Linked DNA regions of Zea mays: region 2 is linked to region 1. Evidence: chromatin contacts called from public Hi-C data. All regions are on one chromosome and are shown on one strand. The core of a region is the stretch at or near the end of the contact, and the rest is flanking DNA. Distances in the headings are between cores, read along the strand shown.

Region 1 (4,859 bases), core at 1,433-3,932:
GGAATACTATGGATCCAAAAAGCTCTATAGATTTGGTCTGTGGGTCCATTCTCAACTAGATATATCTGTGGATTACACTGGCTTTACACTTCGGTTTCTCAATAGAGATAATGCAAAGACCTGCATTGTTGCCTTATATATTTAAAGTGGCAGGTTCTTAAATCTTAGGCGGAATGTGACCTCCTGCAGTCTGACATTAAAATGATTCCTTTTAGTTAAATTCCATGACACAACATTCACTAATGAGGTGTTTGGTTTGATGAATCACTCCATCCAAAATGAAGTGGTGCATCATGGGTCCATTCCTCAAATTTGGTGGGATGACTCCATTCCACATATTAGTACTAAACAACTAACTATGAGGAATGAGGTGATGATGGATTAACTCACTCCATTCTACACACCAAACAAAAAAGTGATGACTGAGAAGATGATGGACTATATCATTCCTCAAACCAAACACTCCATAAGAATGTCTTGGTAGTGATGGAAATATCTATTTGTACCACCGTGCCAGTCAGAAGGATATTGTTTTTGTAATCATATTATTGGATTATCTTTTGTTTATTTAGATCAAGGCGATCATGGAAGCCAAATGTTCAGGAGAAGCGTCTTTTCAGCTATATTCATGACCGGCACATTAGAGTCAAGGTTACCACACATGCGCTTCGGTGCATTGACAAAGCTGGTGGGATAGATGAATACCTCCTGAAGACACCTTACAATAAAATGGATACTGAGATGGGGATAGTGTGGAAAGCAAAAATCGAAAAGATGTATTCAGATTTGGGTGAGATGGAAGTAGGCTTCTTCCCTCCTGAGGAAGAGGCTAAGGTTAAAGAGGGCTTTGACGAGGTTCGTGCTGCCAAGAAGGACTTTCGTAGGGAAGCAAAACGAGCTTTGGCAAAGCAAAGGCAGCTAGAAGCAAGTAGTGCTGGTGATGACCAAGCGGGTGAAGTCACGCATACAAAGGAAAAGGTATCAGCTGCTGCTGCTAAACTCTGAGCTTGGCAATCATTGGATGTCCCTGGGCAAATAATGGGAGGCTTGCTGCTTGATACAAACTGGGGAAGGTTTCTAGTGCAATAACTATACCCCTTTTCAGGGAGCAGGCGGTTTATCTTAAGCCAGCGTATTGTAAACACTTGTCACGAGGTCGAAATTTTGTACAATTTGAAAATTCAAGAGCCTGAATTGTGGGGCAGTTTGTATTGTAGAATCTATCAGAGACTCAGAGCTAAATTGGCTAGAGGTATGACTCCTAGCTCATTTCAGTTTCATCCCTATGTTGCTTAAAGATTAGCAAAAATGCCAAAATGAATTCATCGGTAGCTTACTATGTGACACGCTTGCTGTTATCTGCGACTCATCTCATGACCAATTTAAAATGCCGAACTTTCAATTTTGCACCTTTTTAATGTAGTGGATCACGAATTAAGTCTGTTAGTACCTTTTTCTGATGTTTGCATAAGCTCGCAACGGTACTTGTCAAGGACTCAAGATAGCATTGTAGTTAAGTGCTTCCTGATACAATATCAACAGAAAATGGTACATTGCCTTGCCGGGTCCATATGAACAAACACAAGTCCGAAATTACATGGCCATTATTAGCCCTTGCGTCTAGCCTAGCTTGGCGAGAACATCGCCAAGAGCATCTTTGGTTGCTGCGAAGTATTTCTCGGCCTCTGGGGTGCTCTTGATCTTCGCGGCATGGTCAAGCTGCCAAAACGAGAGACACACAGTTCTTGTCAGAAACTGGAGGAGAAAGAAAATTGCACTGTTCCCAGATCTCAATGGGGTTGGTTAACTTACATCGTCGATGGTGCTGAAGAGCTTGCCGGTGAGCTCCTTGAGGCTCTTCTTCTCCTCCTTGGGCTTGGAAGCGATGACGGTCTTGAGGTCGTAGCGCAGGTAGGAGGCCCGGAGGCGGAGGTCGTTCTGGACGTACGGCCACGCCTTCTTGTCGATGAGCGGCTTGAGGTTGATGATGTCCTGCGCCGACGTCTTCACCCTCGCCGCCGCCTCCGCCGGCGGCAGCGGCTGCAGGTAGAACCGCTCCTTCAAGGGGAGGTCGAAGTCCCTCGCCTGGTCAGAGTTGAGAGTCCCGGCTGTGCCATAGCAAATGTCAGATGTTTTTTTTTTGTGCAAAGCTGCAAACATATGAGGTTTTCGATCTGAGCTCGTATATCTGTACCTATCCTTTGCCGATGTTTTTAATCTAAACTAAACCCTTACAAATCAGCTCCAAACGATTCTGAACTCGTGATCAAGATTCAAGAGACGTATATATGAGGCGCGCGCGGGCGGGCAGGCACTCACGGAGTCCACCGGAGGGCGGCGGCGGGGCTCCAATCTTGATGGTCTTGACGGTCTCGGCGCGCGCCGCCTGCGACAAGGCGCCGCCGACGATGCCAGTGGCCACCAGCCCGATCACGGCGCGGCGGCCCGCCTGCGCAACGGCGTCGCCCTCCGCGGACGCCCTGACGATGACGACGGCCGTCCTGGTTCTGCTGTCGGCGCGCCTGCTGGGCAGGACGCCCTGCGAGAGGCCGGTCATCGACGCCATGGCTTGTGCCATCTCAGCTCCGAGGTTCTTCTCTTTCTGCGCGCTTCGTCGCTCGTCGGTCCGGTCGAGCAGTCTCTTGCCCGAGTGGCAGCGTGGCAAACATATACGTCGCTCGCAGTTGGAGGCGCCACCTTATCTGACTGGATAAGTTGATGGCCAGTGTGTGAGCGCCATGTGGCCGCGTGAACCACTTGCGGCCTCCGTTCAGGATTGCGTCACTGCCAATGGAGAGCTGACACGTGTCAAGTACTGTTCGTGACCACTCTCGGCATGCCCTTGGGTTGGTCGGTAGCAGCTGTCAAATAACACACAGAATGCTTCCCAGATTTAATTTGGACCGAATTTTTGCCACCTAGTACTAGTTTGGTAACCTTAGGGCTAGTTTAGAAACCCATTTTTCCAATATATTTTTATTTTTTTTCAAAATAAATTAGTTTATTTTCTCTTGGGAAATAGGAATACTTTGGAAAAATATGGTTCTCAAATTAGCCCTTAAAGGATTTTCATTTTTCAAAGAAAATTAATTCATTTTTCCTTAAGAAAATAGGAATCACTCGGTAAAATAGGGTTCCCAAACTAATCCTCGTAACTCTATTTTCCCAAAGGATTTTGGCAACTCTATTTTTACACGGGATTCTCATTTTCTAAAGAAAAATGAACTAATATCCCTTACAAAAATAGAAATCTCTTGAAAAAATGAGATTATCAAACTAGCCCTAAATACCTTTTTCAAATAATATTATTTTAACAACTAATTGCAGATCTAAGTGTAAAAATTTGTAAATCAATATCCTAGCGCCTATGAAAGGGCACCTAGTATCGGCTAATGAATCATCAAGATCCTAAGTGGGCAAGCAAAAAAATAAAAATAAAATACATAGTTCAATCTTCTCTTTTGTGAAAGTTCATATCATCTCTTTAGATATTTGGAAAGTGCCTCTTTTGAGTTGTGTCTTCGCACATCACCTACTTGTATCTGTCAAAGCTTCTCCTTTTAAGTGGTGATGCAGTAACCTAAAGACATAGTATCACTATTACAAAAAGTTATCATCGTTGAACTCGTTCCGCTGGCTTTTTGCGAGCACTTTAGCAAATGAAAAAAAAAATGTAGATCTGTCTCACGCTAGCAGCCCAAACAGTGGTAGGCGCCCAAACGGCTTTTTGCCAGTCGAACGAGTCTGTCTTTTAAGCCACCTTCACTGCTATATATCATCGTCGCTGGTGATTGCCTCAATTATCACCATTAATTTAAAACCAATTATGGTAAATTTCATCATTATAGGATCAATGTTCAATCTGTTGGTGATGTTATGTTCGTCATCGCCAGTTCAGAATTTGGTACTACTGAAACCGATTATATATCATCGTCTTCGTGATGAAGGTCCCCGAGCTAGGGCTCACAAAACGTGACGTACCTACAACCACAACTACTACTTATATGATATTGGTTATCAATGAACCCTCTAGGGTGTGGCCTTGCCCCCAATAGGGGTGGAATGATCACAATAAGGGCAACACCTTTCGAGTGAATGATTGGGAAGGGTGTCAGTTTTGGTGTTGGAGAAAGGTGGCAGATGAAGACGCGGACCACGAGAGACAGAGGATGTTGGTGGCGTGGCCATGTTTGTAGCCTCGAGGCATCATGGTGGGACACATAGTTACCGTCGATGATGCTCAGACGGGCTTCACAAATATTTTCGTACGATGTGTGTGAGAAGGTGGCCAATGATTCTTTTAGATGATGGAAGACCTTAGGGTTCAGTTTGGATGGACGACCTTACATGAATATTTTCGTACGATGTGTGGGAGAAGGTGGCCAATGATTCTTTTAGATGATGGAAGACCTTAGGGTTGAGATTGGATGAACGACCTTACATTGAGTCCAAATGGTGGTAAATGTTTTTATCTATGGCGACACAGTCCGATTATGTTATTTGCTATAAAATTTTGAATTTCATCTAAGAATGTTACTCCCTCCAGGTCTAAAATTCTTGATGTTTTAGACAGGATCTCACATACCATGAAGCCATTAACTAGAGTGCATTTGAGGCCCTTTTTCGCGATGGGATTTTTTTGTTGCATCCGCCATTTTTTCCGTTCGCACCAATGTTACCGCTATATGAAGAAAAATACTCTAGAAAGATAAGGATGTCTCCCTTTGCGAATCACTTGCGAGACAACATTGGTGGCTGATGCTATGGCCAAGCTAGCTGCATGGAATATCTAGAAAAGGATTAGTAGCGGCACAATGGAATCAGATAGTTAGAGTAGTACTGATCTTAGTATACATAGA
Region 2 (4,859 bases), core at 928-3,427, 220 kb before region 1:
ATTGATAGAATGAAATATTAAAATGTTTGCTTCATAGACTTCACTCACGAATTATTTGATGAAGTTGACGGTGAACAGCACCACCTTGGGGCATGTTTTAATCTTTGTTGGTGTTGTCATCATTCTGCTACCAAAACTAATTGCAACCATCAATATTCTCATTTACCATTATATCCATTGTTCTTGGAGATCTCATCCAAAGCAGAATTATAATTTTTTAATTGATAGAATGAAATATTAAAATGTTTGCTTCATAGACTTCACTCACGAATTATTTGATGAAGTTGACGGTGAACAGCACCACCTTGGGGCATGTTTTAATCTTTGTTGGTGTTGTTTTAATCTTTGAACCCAATATGATTCCAGACTCCAAAACAATGCAGCAAGCTATACTAGGGGCATGTTTGGATACAAGTTCTAATTGTTAGCTAGCTAAAAATTGGTCTTAGTGCATCCAAACAGGAGGGCTAATAGGTAGATTAATTTTTTAGCCAAGTCTTCAACTGGTTAGTCAACTCTAGCTAATTTGGTCTAATTTTTAGTCCCAGCTAGTAACTAGCTCTAGTGATCCAAACAGGCCCTAAATTGCATGACTAATGCATACAGGGACATTAAACTGAAAGAGCAGAGAGTAGTTTGACACTGATTTTGCAGTACGCAAAGATCGATTAACAGAGACGTTATATGCCAGTTGGGATAGAATGTTCAAATAGAAGATCGGACATGTTTGATTACATCACATACCTTTCCTTAACAGCCATTTCATCAGATTGTCCTGTGGCATAGGAACGAGGCTTCAGATTCAAACGTGGTCGCTCAGCTACCTTGCTCTCAGCATCTGCTCCTAAAACTCCTGTTTTAGCAGTCATTGCATTCTGATGCACATCATGATCAACCTCAGCCTTCATGAGGTTAGCAGTTACCTGGACCTGGTGCACCTATACAATCATCCACATTACCAATGAAAAAACAATTATATTTCCAAAGAAACACAAAAAATAAAAAATTTATGCAACAAGCATCTAACATTTGCATACAGGTATATCTAGCAGCCAAATACTGTATTGTTGGTTGTTGCTATTGATAATAGATGTAACAAAAACATTTGCAATCTGATCAATACAGGCATGGAAAGAACAAATTGTAACAACCTGCTTCTCTGCAACATATGTAGGAGATGGTTCAGGAGCCTCAATTGGCTTGGACCGAGGAAGTAGCTTCAACCTGGGTCTCTCTGGGGTATCCCCGTCTCTCCCTTCCCCACCAACTCTTCCTTCATGCGACGCGGGTCTCACGGGTGCCGCGCCCCTCTCCACCCCACTGTCCAGCTCTCTCACCCCAACAGACCTAGGCCTCTCAACCTCCGGCGGGGCCACGGTAATCAACACCGGAGCTGGCACTGTCACTGGCGCCGGCGGAGACGAGGGCTTCGACGTGTGCCATCTCCCAGAGATGACCTTCTCCACTGCGCTGGCCTGGGCGATGCGTGTCGCGGACCAGATCTGGCCGCCGGCGGAGGCGGGAGCAGGACCCACAGGGGAAGACGCCGGAGAGGCCTCCTTTCTCGGGCCCCACGCGTTCCCGGACCCGGATCTGGTGGGCGCAACCACGGGAGCGGGTGCGTACGATGTCGGGGACGGCGCCGGACGGCGTGGCGCGGCGGGCTCGAAAGGGGTACGCTCGTCCTCGTCGAAGTGACGGCCGATGCGGGACGGGTTGGTGAGGAAGGAAGGCATCGCGGCCGCCGCCGCAGCGGCGGTAGGCGAAGCGACAGGTACTCGTGGCCGTGCGACCGCGGCCGCGCCGGGGGACGCGGAGGCGACGGTGCGGTCCGCGGGGCGCGGGGTGCTGGGGCAAACGAGACGAATCTGGTCAGTTCACATAGGAAGGAGGATGGAATGGAGGAGCGGCGGCGGGTTAAGGGGCCTAGGGTTTGGTGGGAAACTTACACGCCGGGGGCGGAGGGGAGCGGGAGCTCGGAGGGGATGGAGCCACCGTGGAAGTCCTTGAGCGTCATCGTCGTGACCGCCTTCTTCTTCGACATGGCCGCGGCCGGCGGGGTGGCCGAGGAGCTGGCCGGCGCCGGAAGATGCGCGTCAGCTGCTGCTGCTGCTGCTGCTTCGGCGCGCCTGATCGATGTGTGTCGCCCGCGTCCTGCTTCTGAAGGACCCGAGGAAGAGGGGAAGGGTTTGTGTGCCTGGTGCGTCCGTGCGACCCTGCGATTGGCATGAGTCGGATATGGGCCGTAATAAATTACCCACAATCTAAACTTGATTTGACCCAACAATTGAATAGGTCTATAATGTGTTTGGATAGAGGGACGAGAAAGGATGAAGAGGGATGTGATGAATCATTTTAACTTGACCTGTGTTTGGTTTGGAGATCTAGAGTCAGGGTCAAAGAATATTCTTAAAAAATGGTGGATGAGGTCATCCCTCAAAAAATAAGGGACGGAGTCAGCCCAGAGTTGATCTCGTCCCATCTCTCGTTGACACCAAACCAAACACTACCTAAGTAAAGATGTCGTTTACATTTTATCAAATACTAGGATTAGTATGCGCAAATATCATATGTACCAGGGATCTCTATGTAGTCTGCATTTATTGTGGCTATAACAAATTAGTTGCAGTGTTTCTTGCGAACATTTTTCCTATTATAAGTTTTTACAAAAAAAAGTAGGATCAGTTTTCCCGACCTTGAAAGCATTAGAAATAAGTAATTCTCTAATGCATTTATACACATGATCGGGGTACATGTCATCCTCGAAATCAGGGGTTGCTCTACATATACCTCCTCCCTGATTGGTTCGTTGAGGAAAGCGCTGTTCAGATCCATTTGGTAGAGTTTAAAGGATTGGTGAGCAGCATAGGCTAATAATATGCGAATAGATTACAGCCTAACTATAGGAGCAAAAGTCTCAAAATCCAAAACTTCGCCTTGGGCATAACCTTTTACCACAAGCCTTGTCTTGTTTCTTGTCACCACCTCGTACTCATCTTGTTTGTTGCGGAACACCCACTTGGTTCCCACAACATTTTGCTTTGGATGTGACTTCGGACTTCGTTTCTCTTTAAGTTGTTGAGCTATTACTGCATGGTCATCACCCAATCCAGATCCTACAGTGTTTCTTCACTCGTCAACTTGGCCGCCTTCTTCAGAACTTGGATCACAAACTCAACAATTTTGGACTGAAATTTATCTCACAGGTTTACACCCAACTGACAAGTCACATATTTGTCAAGTCCCATTTGTTGGAATGGACTCCATTTCATTGTCGGTAGGCTCCTTCCAGCGCTCTGCGTATGGTGATGCATATGCCTCTGGAAAGGTTATTGGTGTATCATCCACAAGATAAACAATAAAGTCAACACTAAAGAATATTTCAGTCCTTTGTCTCTTGCTCCTACGAGGAGCTACCATACTGTTATCCTCAATGTGTTGTTCAGAATAAGCAGGAGGTAAAAAAATTGGATTAGGTTCAGGAGTACAACTAGTAGATGCCTCACTACGTGTTGTAACTTTATCCTTCATAGGGAATATATCTTTGAAAAAGGAGGCATCACGAGATTCAGTAACAGTGTTAACATGCACATCTGGAAAAAATAGATGTAATCACCAAAAATCTATAGGTTGCACTATTATGTGCATATCCTAAAAAGACACGATCAACGTTTTTTGTCCCAATTTTCGTTTTTTGCATGCAGGCACATTAACTTTGGCAAAACAGCCTCATGCACGCAGAAATCCAAGAGCAGCCTTTCTACCTTTCCATCTTTCATAGGGTGTTTTATCACCCTTAGCTGATGGAACTCGGTTTAGAACAAAGCATGCGGTCAGAACTATCCAACATGGCATTAACCAAGTCTGTCAAAGTTCGTTTTTTTGTTCAGCCACCCCATTTGATTGAGGCGAGTAAGGAGTTGTTGTCTCAATGATGATTCCATGTTCCGCACAGTATTCTACGATTTCATTAGAAAGATACTCCTCTCCTCTACTAGATCTAACTCGTTTAGTTTCCCTTTCTAGTCTACCTTATAGATCTTAAAACAATTAAAAGTCTCATCTTTCGTCTTAACAAGATAGACCTGGCAATATCTACTAGCATCATGAATAAATGTGATAAAATATTTTTTAGCTACTCTCGTCAAAATTCCATTCATTTCACACAAATCTGAGTGAATGAGATCTAAAGTGGCTAGACTCTTATCTTCCACGCTCTTAAAAGGTTTACGTGGTTGCTTAGCTTGCACACAAGCATGGCACTTAGATCTCCTAACAATAGATTTTTGGGCCAATTCCCTGTATGTCATCCGAAAATATACTCGTTCCTTGTGTGCCACTGGCCCCACATGTCATACACACACAAAAATGTACTTATATGCCACTCAGTGGCACACAAGGAATGAGTATAAAATCTGATGGCATACCAGGAATTTTTCCTAGATTTTTTTCAGAATCAAATTAAGCCTAGACAATTGGATAATGCGATCAAAATTAATATGAAAAAGTCGAGAGTGTCAAACAACAACCTCTCCTACATTCAATTAAGAATATAAAACTGAGTTTGCCACATTATTACAATCATCAGCCACTAAAAGGCGGAACAAACCACCACTGTCATAACTGTTGCCAATAAACAAACCAAATTTCTAGACAATAAACTTGTTCGATTCAAACACTAACTTAAAGCCATCACGACATAAAAGATAACCACTAATAATGTTCCTATTTATTCAGGAATGTGGTGCACATTCTTCAAAGAGAGATTCTTTCCATAGGTAAACTTCAGATCGACTCTTCATATTCCATATACAGCAGCCCTTGACCCATTGCCCATCAAGATGGCGCTACTGTCGATA

The links. A called contact is a pair of places that touch in the nucleus more often than the background predicts.
Region 2: a contact with region 1 is called in a Hi-C map of leaf, with 6 times the contacts expected there. The contact joins the promoter of LOC100273768 here to the promoter of LOC542279 in region 1. A contact is called at or near these places in 3 of 25 Hi-C or Micro-C datasets (ear, endosperm and leaf).

Annotation. Positions count from the first base shown.
Region 1 is chr7:164,378,368-164,383,226 of Zm-B73-REFERENCE-NAM-5.0, reverse strand. LOC542279 (oxygen-evolving enhancer protein 3-1, chloroplast) reads right to left here and starts at 2,682. Exons shown (of 3, transcript NM_001324194.1): 1 at 2,320-2,682; 2 at 1,813-2,108; 3 at 1,528-1,719. The coding sequence starts at 2,578. The coding sequence ends at 1,621. LOC100283328 (60S ribosomal protein L24) reads left to right here. Exons shown (of 2, transcript NM_001156229.2): 2 at 573-1,266. The coding sequence ends at 1,005.
Region 2 is chr7:164,592,911-164,597,769 of Zm-B73-REFERENCE-NAM-5.0, reverse strand. LOC100273768 reads right to left here and starts at 2,177. Exons shown (of 6, transcript NM_001351637.1): 1 at 1,950-2,177; 2 at 1,152-1,848; 3 at 745-938. The coding sequence starts at 2,044.